Regions from separate parts of the Mus musculus genome. Here region 2 is linked to region 1. The links are chromatin contacts, called in public Micro-C maps. All regions are on one chromosome and are shown on one strand. Each heading gives the region's core, a stretch centred on a gene start, on an enhancer-like site or on the middle of the called end of the contact. The rest is flanking DNA. Distances are from core to core; before and after follow the strand shown. Region 1 holds the start of Poldip2 (polymerase (DNA-directed), delta interacting protein 2). Region 2 overlaps Nf1 (neurofibromin 1).

The links. Hi-C and Micro-C count contacts between places; a contact is called where the count stands out from the background.
Region 2: a Micro-C map of embryonic stem cells shows a contact between it and region 1, with 7 times the contacts expected there. The contact joins the enhancer-like site here to the promoter of Poldip2 in region 1. A contact is called at or near these places in 5 of 39 promoter capture datasets (the C10 cell line, hippocampal neurons, neutrophils and 2 more), 1 of 484 Hi-C or Micro-C datasets (embryonic stem cells), 3 of 115 datasets of contacts at active chromatin or transcription factors (astrocytes, embryonic forebrain and pro-B cells) and 1 of 9 other capture datasets (adipose tissue).

The regions. Positions count from the first base shown.
Region 1 is chr11:78,509,489-78,515,554 of GRCm38.p6, forward strand. It overlaps Poldip2 (polymerase (DNA-directed), delta interacting protein 2), which reads left to right and starts at 2,808. Exons shown (of 11, transcript NM_026389.3): 1 at 2,808-2,984; 2 at 4,432-4,513; 3 at 5,600-5,697. The coding sequence starts at 2,824. It overlaps Tmem199 (transmembrane protein 199), which reads right to left and starts at 2,680. Exons shown (of 6, transcript NM_199199.3): 1 at 2,409-2,680; 2 at 860-933; 3 at 237-326. The coding sequence starts at 2,619.
Region 2 is chr11:79,423,423-79,429,214 of GRCm38.p6, forward strand. Nf1 (neurofibromin 1) reads left to right here. Exons shown (of 58, transcript NM_010897.2): 13 at 2,091-2,225; 14 at 5,156-5,269. Among named protein-coding and RNA genes, the nearest start is that of AU040972, 58 kb to the right of the region's middle. Within about 2 kb of position 4,364, at least 43 of the 459 cell types and tissues checked have an H3K27ac peak or open chromatin away from gene starts, as enhancers often do. A contact at or near this core is called in astrocytes, embryonic stem cells and stem cell-derived epiblast-like cells, where this site is marked.

The DNA of each region.
Region 1 (6,066 bases), core at 1,558-4,057:
CACATGGAACATAGGCCTTACAGTTCTACAACAGTGTATAGACTAAGTTTGAATTCCCATATTTTTCTTTTCTTTTTTGAGACAGTGTCTCACTATATAGTTCTGGTTGGTCTCAAATTCATTTGCCCCTGCATCAGAAGTACTGGGATTAAAGGTGTGTGCCATTACACTACCCTCGCCGTTTTTTTCGAACATTAGGCCTTTTTCGAACATTTTTTCGAGCAGTAGGCCCTTACCTGACAAGTGACATTGCGAGTGATCCGCTTATACTCCTCATTGGCTAGCTGTATCTTAATCTTCTCTAGCCGGGCAACTAGCTCTGGATTCTAAACAAAAATAAGCACGTGAGAAGAATGATATTCTTTTACATGTTTCCAAAGACCACTGTACTCCTAATGGTGCTGGGACACCGCACACCTGTTATGCTTGCACTGCTTTGGAAAATGGTTCACTGAGTCTCAGTTTTCCAAAGCCGTCAGAGAGGTTTCTCTCCCTGATCTTAGACTCCCAACAGCTTTTGGTTTTGTTTTTTTAAATCCTTTGTACATGCACATAAACCCGAGCAGCAGTACATGTGTGCAGGGAAGAGATAACCTTTGGGAGTCAGCCTTTCCCTCCACCATGGGGGTCCTAAGGACAGAACCCAGGTTGCCTGCCATGCTTGGTAGCAAGTGCCCCCACTCATTGAGGTATTTCACTGGCCCCCAAATTTTATGTATTTATTGGTGCTAGGGCCTTGTCAAGTACTATCCCACTGAGCCACAGCTCAGCTTTTCCAAAGAATTAAAATATAAGATTTCAAACCCAAAAGCTGATTAATAAAACCTGTACCCAACTCTCACAAATTTCTGTTACATACCCGGGGAGGCTTCACAATCTCTGGAAAGTAGATGTCACTGCCTTCTAGGAGTTCATGAAGATACAGCCTGGAATCTGGAAAGAATAAGGTTCCACATAATGACACGTGCAGCTGAGGCTGGAAAGCTAAGATGACAGAAGTGGGTAGCCCTAATTTTTACCCAAATAAAACACGGCCATCCCTGTAAACTCATATATATTTCATATTTAACTCATATATTTCATATATAACTCGTATATATATATATATATATATATCATATTTCACTGAAGTTAAGATGGAAGTAGTAAACCTGGGGTTTATGAGAAGGCTTTTGGACTGGATATATGAGAACTCGGTAGGCACTGGAGAGTGATATGGGGGAAAATACGCCTCAGAAAGGATTAGATCTGAAAAGAACGCGGCGACTCTTGATTGGGGACCGCTCACTTCTTTCTCTCATATATAGATATATTGTTGAGACAAGGCTGATATATGTATATACATACACATATCATGTAGACCAGGCTGGCTCAGAACTCATTATGAAACCAGTCTAACCTTAAGTTCATTTAGATACACCTAGCTGTCTCTTGAATTCTCATGTACTTCATCTAGACAACTCACAATCTTACTGCCTCAGCCCCTTGGGTTTCAGGTACGTGCCATGCCCAACCTTGTGATCATTTTCTTTCTCTCCTTGTGTTTATTCAATTATTTTTCATTTTACTCAAGATAACTTTCAACTAGGAAAGATTTAGGACAATTCCACCTAAGTATTTTTTAGTGTCATAGAGTGGACTTTAACTGTCAGTCTTCGTTACCAACCCTACCTCACCACTACCAATGGTAGGTTATTTCTGTGAAAATAATAGATCTGTCCTAGTCAGGATTGGGTTGTGATGCTAAACACTCAGCGGACACTGTATTAGAGGATCTTTTTCTAAGATTCTCTTAAGTCTAAATAGTTGATCATCTACCCTTTGCACTTCTGGCCAGGATATGTTAACTCTGGCAAGGTAAGTTACATGCCAGTTTACCCTATTCCCTACCTTAACATAAGTAAATAGGTCTGAAAAGGAGAAATGACTTCTTTACAATGTCTAGAACTACATGCGACTCAATCCAGATCTTTCAATAGTTTTTGTTGTTGTTACCGTTTCCCTACCCTCACCCCTAAACTGGGGCTTGCACCTTTACCTTTGAGATGGAAGGAAAAAAAATCACTTTTTCCAAACACGATATGCTCACTATTGATATATGGCCCTCAAATGGAGAAACTCAACCTGTCAGATAGTACTGGGCTACAATCTCGACTTCCTAAAAAAATTCACATGGACTTAGGTGGCACTAAAAGAGGACTCAACAAAATCTGAAAATACGTTTTGTAACACACTAAGAATTTTCACGGAAGTTAAGATGGAAGTAGTAAACCTGGGGTTTATGAGAAGGCTTTTGGACTGGATATATGAGAACTCGGTAGGCACTCGAGAGTGATGGGGGGAAAATACGCCTCAGAAGGGATTAGATCTGAAAAGAACGCGGCGACTCTTGAATGGGGACCGCTCACTTCTTTCTCTCAGGTGCTGATGCAGATCTCGGATGAGACGGAATGAAACCAGGCGCCGGGGTCCCGTGGCATTATCACTGCCCGCGTGTTTCTTTCCCAGAGCAGCCTCGAGCTGGGCACGCAGCTTCCGGGGGAGCTGCTCCCGTTCCAGTTCTCCGCCAGGACCCAAAGCGCGAACCAGTCGTTCGCCGGCAAGCAAGGAAGACGCCATTTCTGCCTCACGCTCTGATCAGGTGATCCCAAACTCGGACTTCCGCTCACAGGCGCCGGATGTAGCTGGAGGAGCCCACGCGGCCGCGGGGGGCGGGCCCGAGGGGAGGGGCTTAGGCGCGGGGCAGTGTGGGGCGGGGGCGGGACGGCGCCCCGCCGCGGGTCGGGCCCTGTGTCAGCAGCCGAGCGGGCGCTCGGGCGGGACATGGCTGGTTGTGTGGCCCGACGGGCCCTAGCAGTGGGCAGCCGCTGGTGGTCTCGGTCGCTGGCCACGACCCGAGGGTCGAGGCCACTGTGTGCGGTCGGTGGAGCAGGGGGCCTTCCGCCGGTGGCCACAGCGACGACCCGAAGGCATCTGTCGTCCCGGTGAGGGACGGAGAGAGGGGGCCAGGGAGCCGGGCCCAGAATCTAGGGAGCGTTTTCTACCTAGCTACTAAGGAAGCCAGGAGGCCTGACTCTGTTTGGGCAGCCGGAGTGCCACCTGAGAAAGGGTCCCGAGGAGAGAGCCGACACGGGCTGCTTGGGACATGTGCCAAGAGCAAAGAAGGGAGCACTGCCCAGGGCCCTGGCAGTGCAGGGCAGCTCCGAGGGAGAACAAGTAACGCTTCTTAGGCGAATCCTGCCTCCCAGGCTGGGGTCCCCGGCACCTGGAGTGGGCTGCCATTTAATACAACTACAGGGATCCCCGGGCCCTTTTGGGTCAGTGACTCTCAGAAATATGCTATTCTGTGGGAAACAAGTCGATTTAAGTGTCTACCTTTGTGGGTCCTGTTTCCATGTGACCTTGGGGAGACTGATTTTGCCCATGTGACTTGGGAAATAGGGGTTGAGGCTCGGGGGGGGGGGGGCGGTGTAAACAAAGCCTTGTAGGGATCAGACAGGATTGAAAAGTTGGCTATGAAGTTAACATTTCCAAAGTAACATTACAGTGCTTTGATGGATCCATAGCAAAATTAATCCTATTTAAAAGGATAAGTTGATGGAAATGACCTGATAGTGGTTAAGGGAGGTATTTGCTATTTAAGACAAGTAAATGTGAAAAGACACTGGGTGGAGACACGGCAGTGCTAAGTGTACTGTGTGGGGTACCTTTGAGAATCTAGAAATGCTAGGTCCTGAGGTCAGGGTAAAGACTTAGAATTTACAGCACAGTTGAATGTGTAGGATTGGGAGAATCATGCTGTGTAGCCAGATGGGCCCAGAACCTGTTATTTTCCAGCCTTAGCCTTAAGAGCCCTGGGATTACCGATGTGTGGAACCATTTTTGGTTCAGAACAATTCTTCCAAGTAGCAAATGCCAGGCTTAGTGAGTATACTGCCAAGCAGCAGTGGGTAAAAGTAGAGACAGAAGAACTGCTTGCCTCAGAACAAATGCTTTTTGAGCACCTCTTACACACTAGGCATGTCTCTCAGGTCCTTAATGGACTCAAGGCATGCATACCAGGAACTGAAATGCAAAGTTGGAAGGATGGTTAACATGTGGGGGGGGGGGAAGACCCGGAGGGTGGGTGAAGGTGTGCATTGAAACAGGATATGCAAGAATAAGAATGACTTTGGAAATGCTAAGTAAAGATAGAAGGAAGTAAGTTTGGAGTAGTCACACAAAACCCTGGAAGACTGGGAGACCTTCACCATGTAGATGCCCATGGCTGGATCTTAAATGAGGAAAAGCAGCATCCTGGGCCTTGGCTGTCATTGCCCTGACCCTGCAGAGTACTAGGGGGCTTTCTTTGTTCACGTGTCTGATTTTTCCTGGCGAAGGACTGCTGTCTTCTCAGGGTCTCACTTGCTTGTTCTTTTCCTTCCCACTCAGGAACCGTGCAGAGGGCAAAGTGCTGGAGACAGTTGGTGTGTTTGAGGTGCCAAAACAAAATGGAAAATATGAGACTGGGCAGGTAGGTACTGTGCTAGGTCTCCTCTCATTTTCATGGACTATTCTGTTTCTGAATGCAGCTAAGTTTGGTCAGAATATTGAATCTCAGCGGTATTTGTATCTTTTCATTCTTCATCTCTTTGCCCACCGGTCTTAGAGACAGATGCCATCTGCTGAGCTACACCCCAAGTTTCAATCCATCTTCATTTTGACCAAGATAAATTTTGGACTTGTTTTGAGGCAGAGTCTTCTGTGTAGCTTAGTTTAGCCTTGACTCATTCTGTAACCCACGGTGACCTTGACATTGCAAACTCGTTCCCTTATGGAATACTTGTGTTACAGATGTGTGTAACCATGTTCAGCTCAGAATCACAAATTAAGAAAAAAAAGGTTGTTTTTGTTTTTTTTTTTTACATTGATTTATTTAGAATGGGTATGTGTGTACACGTGCGTGTGTGCATGCGCCCAGGCATGGAGATCAAAGAACAACTGATAGTATGTATTCTTACGTGTGAATGCATGTGCACTAGAGTCACAAAACTTGTTAAAGATGGATTTCTGGAGATATGTGTATAATAGCATCAAATCCCAGCACTCCAGAAGCAGGGGCAGAAGGATCACTTCAAGTTGGAGGTCTAGTGTAGTGATACTCTTAAAACACAGTAAGAAGCAGGCGATGTGGCTCGACTGGTCAAGGCACTTGCTGAGGAAGCCTAGAAGTAAAGGTGAGGACAGAACTGACTCCAGAGTCACATAGCCCCAGGTAACCCAATGCCTCTGACTTCCTTGGGTCCCTGCACTCAAGTGCATGGTACCCAGATACAGATCCACACATATAACTAAAGTAAAACAAATCCTTAAAGCAGACAGTTATAATCAGTGGCTCTGCGCTGCAGTAAGAGGAGGGCAGGGCAAGGAAAGTTCCCTGGAGGCCAAAGGTGATCTGAAAGGTTGGGGTCAGCCTGGTGACAGGCATGAGAATACTTCAGTAGTTTGAGGGCAAAGCTGGGGAGACTGCTGTAGTTGCTTCTACCCAGGCCGCTATGGTCGGGGCCCACTTGGATGGATCTTCGAGACAGCAGGCTCATCGAGATCTCTCTCCTCCTAGCTATTCCTCCATAGTGTTTTTGGCTACCGAGGGGTCGTCCTGTTTCCCTGGCAGGCCAGACTGTATGACCGGGATGTGGCTTCTGCAACTCCAGAAAAGTAAGTTTCTCTATCTTATCTCATGGTGTCCTCAGGTGGCCTGACTTGTGGCAGACACATGCAGTTGGGGTAAAAACAGCATCCCTTGGGCTTTAGAAATAACCCCAAGCCAGGCGTGGTACTGTACACTTTAATCCCAGCACTTGGGAGGCAGAAACAGGAGGGTCTCTGAGTTCAAAGCCAGCTTGGTTTACAGAGTGAGCTCCAGAACTGCAAAAGAGCCAGGCCTTTGTAGAGAGACCCTGTTTCAGAAAACAAAACAAACAGGAACAAAACAAAACAACCCAACCAACTAAAATAAAGGAAATAATCCCAGAGTGTTTCTTTGGCACTCATCCCCATGGAGACAAAAGTGCTATGGGGTCTCTG
Region 2 (5,792 bases), core at 3,114-5,613, 920 kb after region 1:
TTCTCAAGTTTAGATTTCCTACTAGTCAATTATACTATAGAGCAAAATTTACATGTTAGTACCTGACATTAAACCAAAAATTACTTAAAAAACAATTACTGAATCAGATGTATTATGTATTGCTGGTTGTCCTCTGACTGTGTACTTCCTGTGCAGTGCCATGTCACTCTCCGTCACATCATAGTGAGTTTGTTCAGTAAAAGGCTTCACCTTGATTTCCTATTAGACCTTGAAACATACACATGCATGCACATGCAAGCACACACACATATCTATAGAGCAAACATTCCACAGAACTTATTAAATACATCTGACAAACATTTCCTTTAGTGTTGGAGAGTTTGGATATTTCATTTCTTAAATGCTTAAAACTTGAGCACTGTGTGTGTTGGGTGATATAGATATAGTCATCTTCAGTTGTTAAAAGAAAATAGCCTGTCTACAGAGACATTTGCTATGGTTGAATAAAGGCTTCATAGTCTGCCATCCCTGTATCTTTCTATGTACTCACTGTAGGCATCCAGGTCAAAAGTAGATTGTGTGTGTGTGTGTGTGTGTGTCTGTGTGTGTCTGTGTGTGTTAGTTAAAGGAAATAGACTGGAGAGGGATAGAGCGACAGTGAATCAAGAATGCAATTGTTAGATTTTTTTTTAAATCGACTAACATTCGGAATTATGTTGATCTATACTATCTCTGTAATTGAACTACATTTTCACCAGAGTTCTGTTTTATGAATATTCTTAGGCAAAAAGACAAATGCATGCATTCTATTAACTTAAAGAGGAAATGCCGTCAAAATAAAAGAGCAAGTTCCTAACTAAAGCCATGACTGCAGAGTTGCCTACAGAGACTGTTTCAGCAGCTCTAAAGAACATACCTTTACTTCTATCTGAAAGTGGATGTTTATTTTCCTTTGTGTGATATCGAGGATTCACAATAGTTTTTCATTTCTTTGTGTGATATCGAGGATTCACAATAGTTTTTCATTTCTTTTAGTCCAGCCAAGTGATGCATCTTACAGTGTATAGTGTATTTGTGTATGTGCATGTGATATATCCAGAGATCCATCCCATAATTAGCCTCCAAACGATGACACCATTGCATACACTAGCAAGATTTTGCTGAAAGGACCCTGATATAGCTGTCTCTTGTGAGACTAGGCCGGGGCCTAGCAAACACATAAGTAGATGCTCACAGTCAGCTATTGGATGGAGCACAGGGCCCCCAATGGAGGAGCTAGAGAAAGTATCCAAGGAGCTAAAGAGATCTGCAACCCTGTAGGTGCAACAACACTATGAACTAACCAGTACCCCAGAGCTCTTGTCTCTAGCTGCATATGCATCAAAAGATGGCCTAGTCGGCCATCACTGGAAAGAGAGGCCCATTGGACACGCAAACTTTATATGCTCCAGTACAGGGGAATGCCAGGGCCAAAAAATGGGAATGGGTGGGTAGGGAAGTGGGGGGGAGGGTATGGGAGACTTTTGGGATAGCATTCTAAATGTAACTGAGGAAAATACGTAATAATAATAAATATTTAAAAAAAAAAGAACATACCTTTACTTCTATCTGAAAGTGGATGTTTATTTTCCTTTGTGTGATATCGAGGATTCACAATAGTTTTTCATTTCTTTTAGTCCAGCCAAGTGATGCATCTTACAGTGTATAGTGTATTTGTGTATGTGCATGTGATATAAGTATTTGCTAATTTGAATTCTCTAGTATGTATATTCATGTGTGATATAGATACATTATTTTTCCTCTTACTATTTTCATATTTGAGAACCAGTTTTTGAACCCAAGAGTCAACTTGATATTATGCCTCTAGTGTTTTAGATTATTATTATTATTATTATATATTACTAGATTGTTATATAAGAATGATATAAATGCTATAAAACATTTTTAAAAAATGCAATATTAAATGTATGCTTGTTAGCTTATGTTTCTACCAGTATCATACATTTGGTGGTATGAAATGTTTTTTTTCAAAGCATTTTAAATAATTTCTTTTATAAAGTATAGCTATTATTCTGAATCTGATGTCTGATTGTTTCTAAGGTGATGCCATGTTTTTGATTTGTTATTAGAGTCTCACCTTTAAAGAAAAGGTAACAAGCCTTAAATTTAAAGAAAAGCCTACAGACCTAGAGACAAGGAGCTACAAATGTCTTCTTTTGTCCATGGTGAAACTGATTCATGCAGACCCAAAGCTTTTGCTTTGTGTAAGTATTTTTAATGAAATGCTTTGAAATTATTCCACTAATCTATTTGAACTGAAAGGCCAAAATACATTTAAATTATGAGTAACCTCTAAAACATTGCTAAGAAAGCCAATTCCAGGAATTCTAATATACTTAGATCACATTTTCTAACCGTTCCCTCCGCATTGAACTGTCCATAGTAGCATCATTTGCCCTTGTTCTGCATTATAATCAGACCTATTTCTGGGGTCAGGTGGGACAAATGACTGTAAAATCGGTGTGCTCAGCATCTGAACTGCTCACTCTTTTTGCTATTGCTAAGCGAGTTAACTTCTATAGCTAGCTCCCTGTGTGTTCCTTTGATCAGCCTTCTATTATCATTGGCTCTGCCTGTAACCATATTAGAAGAGAAAGTTAAAATGAGAGTGGTTAGTATCCAGTTATTGCCATAGCTCTGCTTTTTATTCCCGCAAATGGTATTATATTCCTGAGAGCTTCACTTTGGTGCACAGAGTAATAAAGAACTGATGTAAATAGTGTAACCAGGTGAGAGTAAAGGATTAAAAGCACAGGCTCTGGGGAAGGACTGCTTTACTTAGTCTCGGCACCTTAGGCTTCTCATCTGAAAAGGTAGGCAGTAATATAGTTCCTACCTCAGAGAGACCATTAAGAGTGAAATAGATTGTGTAAGGCTTTTAGGAACAATTCGTAGTGTATAGTAAGCAATAAAATTAGTTACTGCTATTTTTAGTAAGATACAGTTAGCGTTAGCATTCTTACTGTCCAAGTAAAACAGTTTGAATTGTTCACAGGATGGTCTGTTTAACTTTTATCAAGTCTCTATAGTCCTAGACTGTTGGGGTCGGCCTGCTGCTCTCATGTCTGGGTTCGAGCCTGGGAGGCAGCCTGGAACTGAAAAAGAAGAGGGAAACTAGGTGGACAAGAGAGAGATATGGAACCAAGACAGTATTCTGATCAAGGCTCAAATTTTTAATGGCAGACACGCTTTATAAAGGAGGGGGGAAGCCCATTCCTGCCAAATCATCCTTGGAGCCGAGCTGCAGGTGACCACGTGTAGGCGGACTCCCAGCAGGTAGCAGCAGAGGCAGTGGCTGAACAGCAGAGTGATCCAGGGAGGCAGGCTCCACCCTAGGTGATCTCCTTAGTGGCATAGCAAAGTCAAGGTCTGGCTCAGCTTGCTTCAGGCTTGGGGGAGGCTACACTAGGCCTATCAAGTCTCTAGACCATCAGGTAAAGCCTTCTGCTTTACTCAGTGTCAGGCTCATCCTTTGGTGCTTTATGGTTTTGCAGCTATGCTCTTCAAATTACTAAAATGAAGGCATTCATGACTAAGTGGCTGTGGTTTCAAGAATTCTATGAACCCCACGTTTTGAGTGTGTGTGCACACACGTGTTTTTGTTTGATTTTTGAGACAAAATCTTGCTGTGTATACTAGGTTGGCATTGAATTTATTATGTATGACATACTGACCTCAGATTTGTTGGGTATCCCAGGCTGGCCTTGAACTAGATGTTGCTGAGTGCTGGAATTACAGAAATGTACTGTCATGCCTCCACTCTAGAATTTTAAAAAATATTTACATATGAATAGTTTTTCTGATAATGAGAGATAATAGAGCCAGAGTGGATGAAGTTCCTAAAGTATGGGTTACCCCAAAAGAAGACCTATTATCTTTTTGTGTTTTTTGAAAAGTCCACCCAAATTTGAGAGTTTAATAGAATAAACAGTTAAATCTTTAGTTTGGAAAAGTTTTAAAAATTTTGTTAGTGGACTCTGAAAATTAACTTTGTTCTTTTGGTTTCTCGGGTGTGTGGCATGAACTGTGGTGACATCTCACTGTGCTTGCTACAGGATGCTAGGGTTACTCTGTTTACTTGGCTGCAGTTTTATGTTCACCAGTGAACCAGGGTCACCAGTGATTTTCATGTTAAATAGGTTATTGTTTGAAGAACAAGGGTTGAATTGTTTGAGGGAAAATAGTTTTTAAGTAAAATTTGCTGTCTTCCAAGAGTTATGGAATCCTTTTTACTTCCCTTGATGAGGATGATTGAACCAGAATCAGGTAGTTTTGTAAAGCAGGCAAAAGCTCCACCCCCGGCCTACTCCTGCGTTTTGTGGGCTTTGTTTTGTGTTTGGGGGAGTTGAGAGGGTGGGTGGGGTTTCCTTTGATAGGCTAATTGTCACTACCCAGGACAGCTGCCTAGCTTCATGGACAGTGCTTTCTTTGCTGCCATCTAGTGGTTAAGTGACTTTCCTCAGTAACCCAGGAAAGTAAAACAATATTGTACACATAAATTCTAAACCTTAGTTACTAGGAGAAATGTAAAGATGGTCTCCATCATGGGATCTTGTTGAAGTAATTTGATTGTGTCTTGTGTTTGTACCATCTTTGTCCTGGTTCCTGTCACTCTATGTGTTCCCAGCTACTACCATTTCTTACATTCCCCAATCATTTCTCTGCACTGTGTTAGAATGGTCTCTTTAAAGACTTTTGTCATGCCTGGTCCAACTTAAATATCTTTTAGCTAACGTTGCTCTTGGATAACAGGTAAGTGGATCTTTGAGTTCATGACCAGCCTGGTCTAGAGTGAGATCTGGGACAGTGAGGGCTATGTAGAGAAACTCTGTCTTAAAAAACAAAACCACCCCCACCCCCCCAACCCAGAATGTGAAGATTGACGGGGCCGGAGAGATGGCTCAGTGCTTAAGTACTTTCTGCTTTTTCCAAAGTGCCTGCCTTTGGTTCCCAGACACAGGCAGGCAGATCACTACTGACTGTAGCTCCAGCTCCAAGGAAGCCAACACTCTTCTGCCTCCATGGCCACCTGCACCCATGTCCTGTCTACACACATGCATATAAATAATAAATAATATATAAATAATAAATACAGTTATTAAAAGCAAAACTGAAGTTTGTTTTTCTCCTACAGAATCCAAGAAAACAGGGCCCTGAAACTCAGAGCAGTACAGCAGAACTAATTACAGGGCTCGTACAACTGGTTCCTCAGTCACACATGCCAGAGGTCGCTCAGGAGGCTATGGAGGTAAAGGAAGTGAATTCTGGGCTTTTGAAAGAAAGACTGTAACTGTCTCTGATCTTTTTCTGAGAACTTAATTTTTTAAGCAATTATTTGACTCTTTCTATGTGCTTTCTCTTAAAAATATATTTTAAAAATTTTAAATTGTTTGTGTGTGCATATGAAAATCAGAGGAAACTCAGGTTTCTGGTCTTGGATAGCAAATACCTAACCAGCTGTAGGTTATTCATTTGTTTTTTGAGACAAGATTTTTACGCTATTGTCCTGCCTGGTCTCTAAATCCTAAAACAATCCTCCTCCTTCAACTGTAATACTAGCTAGAATTTTAGTTGTATGTCACAAGTCATGTTGTATTTGAATTACATTGTGTAAAAAATTTTTGGAAGTTTGTAGTTTCTTTATTCCTTACTTTCTTTTTATGTCTGCATAATGGGGGTAGGGTGTGCCTGCACTCGCAGTGGCACGTCTGGAGATGAGGGGAGAGCCTGTGGCGTTTCTCTTCTCCGTCCACCTTTATATGGGTTCCGAG